2 separate regions of the Ovis aries genome follow, and region 2 is linked to region 1. A link is a contact called in public Hi-C data. All regions are on one chromosome and are shown on one strand. Each heading gives the region's core, a stretch centred on a gene start, on an enhancer-like site or on the middle of the called end of the contact. The rest is flanking DNA. Distances are from core to core; before and after follow the strand shown. Region 1 overlaps LHFPL3 (LHFPL tetraspan subfamily member 3). Region 2 overlaps LOC114114509.

Region 1 (2,944 bases), core at 37-2,536:
GGAGCAACAAAGAACAAGGGGCTATTACTCCGTAGCAGCTTTATATTAGGCTGGGCAATTGGGCAGTTTCGTATTAAAAAAATAAACTGAGTAGCAAATAAAATAGAAGCCTCAGTTGCGATGTCTCTGGGATAGAGTATAACGGATTGCAGCTGGGACCTTCTGTACTTGGATGAGCTTGAAGCACACATGCTGTTGGGGTGGGGATATTTGGGAGGGTGGTTCCTCCTGTCCACCCCTCTCCCAACTCCTCTCCTAACCTTCCATCTCCCACTCTTCCTCCTTTGCCTTCTTCTCTTCCTTCTCTTTTCCCTCCACTCCACTAGTCAGTGAGCCTGGGGTTCCAGGACATAAGAAAGCTTCCCCTGAGGTATGGGTCACTGGCAAGGTCATTTTACTTTAAACGTCCATCCCAGACGTTTCACTAATTGGGAATTCATTAAGATTTGTAAAACGCCAGAATGCCAATTCTGAAAGGGGAGTTTATCTGTTCTTCGCAGTTCAGTGTGAATTACTTTAATCAGATAATCAGTTAACAGCTGGTTGAGATCAATGGGTACTATATTCTCTGTTTAAAAAAATCTCACTAGGAGTAGAGCAGAGTCTCAAGTTTTATTATGCGTAAGATTGACTTTGGAAGCTCATTAAAATGCAGAGTCCTAGATTCCATCCCCAGAAATCCCCACTTCCTGGATCCAGATGATTCTGATGCAAGCGGCTTTTGAACCACATGGGGAAACACTGGGTAGAGAGGATTGAACAGAATTTTGGGAATCACTGTATTTCTGTGGAGAATGTCCTTGGCAGATTGTCAGAAGGAAGACTTTTGAAGCAGGTCTCGGGATCTCTGAAGGAGAGAGGAAGGGGGAAGAGATCCTAGAATGGAAGGGAATGAAAAAAAGCTAATGCCTTCTCTGTGACCTTGTTGGCATCGGAACCCCCTAGCGGCTTCCAGGGTGTACTATGGAACTGAGAATTTACGACGCACAAAGCACGGGATTAAGTATTAAGCACTTTCCAGACACTGACTCATTTAATTCTTATCACTTGCCTCTGTCTGAGGTACTTTATAATCCTTGTTTGTGGATTAAAGAGGCCACAAGGGTGCCAAGCGCCAGAGCACGTTTGAAATTGACTGTAAATCCATGCGCATACCCACCCGGTTGCTTTGCCGAAAGGTACATACTGGGCACGGAATCTCAAAGGGGAGGCTGTGATGATCACCCCGCTGCTCAGGAGTGTCAGACGCCGTCCTTCGGAATGGCCTTGCTTTGGTGCCTCCTGGTGGCTGCTAACCTGTAGTGCTGAGAAGTGCTGATGGAAAGAACCATCACTGAATTGAGCCCCGGCTTCTTAAAACACAGCGCCTTTCACCTGGTCAAACATGCAAGCCCTTGACTTCCTGTATCTATGCATTTCCAGGGAACTCGCGTTACAGTTACGTCCCTCATCTTCTGCCTCAGTGACACATGACATGCTAATTTCCAAATTACAAGCCACAGCCTTTTAACCTGATCATACGGCGGCACACACCTTCCCTCCAACCATTTGGGCTCAGCTGCTGTTGCTGCTGCTAATTCAGTCGTGTCTGACTCTGTGCGACCCCATAGACGGCAGCCCACCAGGCTCCTCTGTCCATGGGATTTTCCAGGCAAGAGTACTGGGCTCAGAGGACCAGCTAAATTTTCATTAATCGGTGAGGAAAAGCACTCTTGCTTCTCTACTCTACTAGGCCTGCTTCTATTTTTAACAGCCTGTCTTCCAAAACACTAGTGAGCTAAAAATAGACTTACTTACAATACAGTTCATCATGTACTCAGATGCCAGGAGGAACTAGTTTATGCTTCATCCAAGATGAAACACTTTAAAGAAGCACATTATTTCATGTAACTATTTATTAATATCATTCTTAAAGAGTCCTCTGACAAGAACCCTTTGCAGTAGACCTTGGAAATGAGAGAACTTGAGGCAGAAAGTTGTGAAAAGAGATTTCTGAAGAACTATTTGGTAATAGTTTTGGCCAAGGTTCCAAAATGCTTTGAGAGCTTTCTTCCTTAACTTCAAACACTGTTGGTCTCTTAGATTTAAACTTAACTCTAGATCTCTGCTTCTACGTGATCTAGACAAATTGGATCATCCTGTAAAATTAGGGTTGCTAGATTTAGCAAATAAAAATAGAGGATGCTTACATGTCAGATAAACATTGAACTTTTTTTTTTTTACTGTAAGTATGTCCCCAATATTGCATGGATGGCCTAGGACTTTTCTAGTTTTACCACTGACCGTTATGTTTGGGAATGCCTTCAGTCCCAGGCAAATGAGAACAGTTAGGTACCCTAAATAAAATATAAACCATACACTCCTCTTGAGGATTTTACCACTCACTGAGAAGTCTTGTGGAAGAGAAACTATTTTCTTGGTAATAGCTTTACTAAGATATAACTTACATACCATAAGACACCACTTAAAGAATATAATTCATTGATTTGTGATATATTCATAGAGTTGCACAACCAGCACTACTAACTAATTGTAGAATATTTTCATCACCACAAAAACATCATACCTCTGCTTTCTCCCCTCCCTCTGGTCTTTGGAAACACTCATTTATTTACCTTCTGTCTCTCTGGATTTGCCTATTCAGGGCATTTCCTATAAAAGAAATCATGGAACACACGACTATCTTTTGTGACTGGATTCTTTCACTTAGCAAAATGTTTTGAAGGTTCATCCATGTTGTAGCATAATTCAGGACTCCATTCCTTCTTATTGCCAAATAGTATACCACTGTATGAACATGCCACATTTTGTGTTTTCATTCTTCAGCTGAATAGTATTTGTTTCTAACTTATGGTTATTATGAGTAACGCTGCTCTAAACATTCTTGTACAAGTTACTGGGTGATGTAGGTTTTCATTTCTGTTAGGTACATATAACTAGGAGT
Region 2 (2,884 bases), core at 106-2,605, 44 kb before region 1:
GTGCTGGAATGCCCCTTGTTCTGGTGTTGTCTGACATCTCCCATGAGGTCACTACAATAAACAGCTATTAAAACCATGTATTTACTGTAAAACAGTTGTTGAGGACAGACCTGGCATGATTCCAGCTCCTTATGTATGTTCTATGTGAGAAATTCTCACCGGAGTTCAGTGCCAGGAAAGAGCTGTGCCTCCCTCCATGAATGGCATTTTGGTTTTTTCTGATGAGAGCTAGGAAACGTTCTGTCTCTCTTTTTGTTCAAAAAGTGCAGAGTGAAGTTTACAGCTGTGGTGCTTTTTAGGGTTATCATATCTGCTTCACCTTTTCCCCTTGATCCTGAGTCCTACTTTGTTCACTCTTTAAGGTATTGTGAGTCTTTCATTGTAAATTCAAATTCTTTTTTTTTTTTTTTTGCTTTGAAGATTTGGGATATAAGTAAATCCAGCTGATTTCCCCAAGGCTTTTCCTAACATCCAAGCTCAGAGATGAAGGGCTTGCCCAAAGGTGCTTTATAGCCAATTCCTTTCAGGGAACCAGAAGGTTGCAGAGAACTTCTGAAGACCAAGCCTCTTCCCCACACAAAGTGTTCTTCAAGGTAGCTATGATTTAACACTAACCTTGTCTTCTTGTCTTGTTAACAGTAAACAGGACATCTGCTCCACTTATTGATTTTTTAAGGGGATCCTGGCTCTCCCGTAGTAACTTGTGGTCCACATGTATCTGCCATCATTCAGCTGTTCACCAAGCTCTGTGCCAAGAATGAAGAGAAATCTAAGAAAGCAGTTATGGCCTCTGAATGATTGAGGTTAGGGTTTATGGTTCTTTTATATTTCCTTGAGATCACAATAGCTTTTGATATGCTAGGACTTATGCAAACCCATCCAGTGGGGCTATTAATCTCAGTGTGAACCTGATAGCCAGAAATATAAGTACCATGAGGTCTGATTTTAGTGGCTGCTTATTAAGTACTTATGATGTGTCAGGAACATAAGTGTATTGTCTTATCTAATCCTCACAACAATTCTGTAAGATAAACACTGGTGTCCATATTTTCTAAAACAGAAATCAGAGGTTCAGAGATGCTGAGTAACTTGCCTGAGTAAGTTATGAAGCTAGGATTTAAATCTACATCTGTCTCCTAAACACATTTTTTTTTAACATTATAGTACATTGTCTGTGTTTTGTTCCTTGCCTAGAAAAAAATTAAAGAGGAGAAAAACACTGTTGCTAAACTCAGAGTGAGGGGAAAGGAAACTATTTATTATACTTTTGACCTCCTCCAATACACATGGGGCAGGACTGCTCCAGGACGGGAGTTCGGTTAATTCTGTTTGTTTATCTTCCTGATCCCTAGGGTGGAAGTGACTTCTGACCACCCCAGCACCTGACAGTATGTGAGGCATCAGCAATAGCATCTGGTCACACAACCTTGTTCCAGAAGGCCCACCCACAGCCTGCTCCCCTTCACACTGGCAGAACGAAAGCATCAGCGTTCCCAGACCATGAGGCTCGCCAAGAATTCAAATGCTTATTCAATAGAACAAATATGGTTGAAGAGAGTTTATGATTTGATTACATGTTGGCAGCCCACTCCAGTATTTTTGCCTGGAGAATCCCATGGACAGAGGAGCCTGGCGGCCTTTGGTTAGTAGGGTCGCCAAGAGTTGGACATGACTGAGTTACTGAGCACACAGAGGCAGAGCAGCTGCGCCAGCAACCTTGATGATCTGTGCTAATGGGGGGGATGTTGGGACTGAATGTGACACCCACACCATCTGTACTTGGAGGGGCTTTTCTGGGATCTGGAAGTGTGAGGTCAAGAAGTGGTAACTTAGGGCTGTTCCAGGGCTTCAGGAAGTCCCTGAAGTTCAAAGCAGACTTTGTGTGTATATGCACATATTTCTGGATGAGGGTCTTTAATTGATGTCAGATTTTCAGAGGGGACTCTCACTTCCAAAGGTTAAGAATCATCACTTTGAGAATAATTCAGATAATGCTTTATTATTTAATATTAACTGGAGCTAATTTAAAATTAGTTTACCTTTCTGTTCGGTTATCTAGGTGGTGGGGAAATGCCAACAGTGAAAACTGTGTCACTGATTAACTAGAGGAAGTTGAATCCAGCAGTTAAGAGCCAGGGTGTGGAACTTTGCTGTTCTCTAGCAACATGCTCTTGGGCAAGTTACTGAATTTCTCTGAGCTTCAGTTTAGTCCTCTGTAGAATGGGTTGAGGTACAGTTCTACCTCATGATATTTCCAAGTGGCCCTAGTGGTAAAGAACCCACCTGCCAATGCAGGTTAGATGTAAGAGACGCAGGTTCGATCCCTGGGTCAGGAAGATCCCCTGGAGGAGGGCATGACAACCCACTCCAGTATTCTTGCCTGCAGAATCCCATGGACAGAGAAGCCTGGCAGGCTGCAGTCCTCAGGGTTGCACAGAGTCGAACACAACTGAAGCGACTTAGTACACGCACACCTCATGATGTTATGAGGGTTAAGCAAGATAATAAACACAAAGTCTTTAGCATTACCTAAGGTTAGCGATTATTTGTTTTATTATTTTGTTTCTTATTTAATAGAATGAAATCATTACTGGTGGCAGAGTCTTTGTGGCAAGAAGCCGTCAAGGTTGTCCTTCCAATTTCCCCACATGTTCAGCACAGGCTGGGCCCTCGCATTTCACCCCTCCTCTCTCCTCCCTAGATCATTTAAAGCTGGCTTAGTCTTGAGGCCAACTCAAGAACCACCTTCTCAGTATCTCCCAGCACATTCCATATTCCAGCATGGTTTATTATTTCTTCTTTAAAATTTTTTACATTGAAGTATAGTTGGATGTATAATATTATATGTTATAAGTATGTAATATATATAAAATTCACATTTTTA

The links. A called contact is a pair of places that touch in the nucleus more often than the background predicts.
Region 2: a Hi-C map of omental adipose tissue shows a contact between it and region 1, with 2.7 times the contacts expected there. The contact joins two enhancer-like sites. A contact is called at or near these places in 9 of 16 Hi-C or Micro-C datasets (blood, hypothalamus, liver and 4 more).

What each region holds. Positions count from the first base shown.
Region 1 is chr4:47,598,438-47,601,381 of ARS-UI_Ramb_v3.0, reverse strand. All of the region lies in intron 3 of LHFPL3 (LHFPL tetraspan subfamily member 3), which reads right to left. The region is part of intron 6 of LOC114114509; the gene reads left to right. Among named protein-coding and RNA genes, the nearest start is that of KMT2E, 110 kb to the left of the region's middle. Within about 2 kb of position 1,286, at least 23 of the 54 cell types and tissues checked have an H3K27ac peak or open chromatin away from gene starts, as enhancers often do.
Region 2 is chr4:47,642,297-47,645,180 of ARS-UI_Ramb_v3.0, reverse strand. All of the region lies in intron 4 of LOC114114509, which reads left to right. Among named protein-coding and RNA genes, the nearest start is that of KMT2E, 61 kb to the left of the region's middle. Within about 2 kb of position 1,355, at least 8 of the 54 cell types and tissues checked have an H3K27ac peak or open chromatin away from gene starts, as enhancers often do.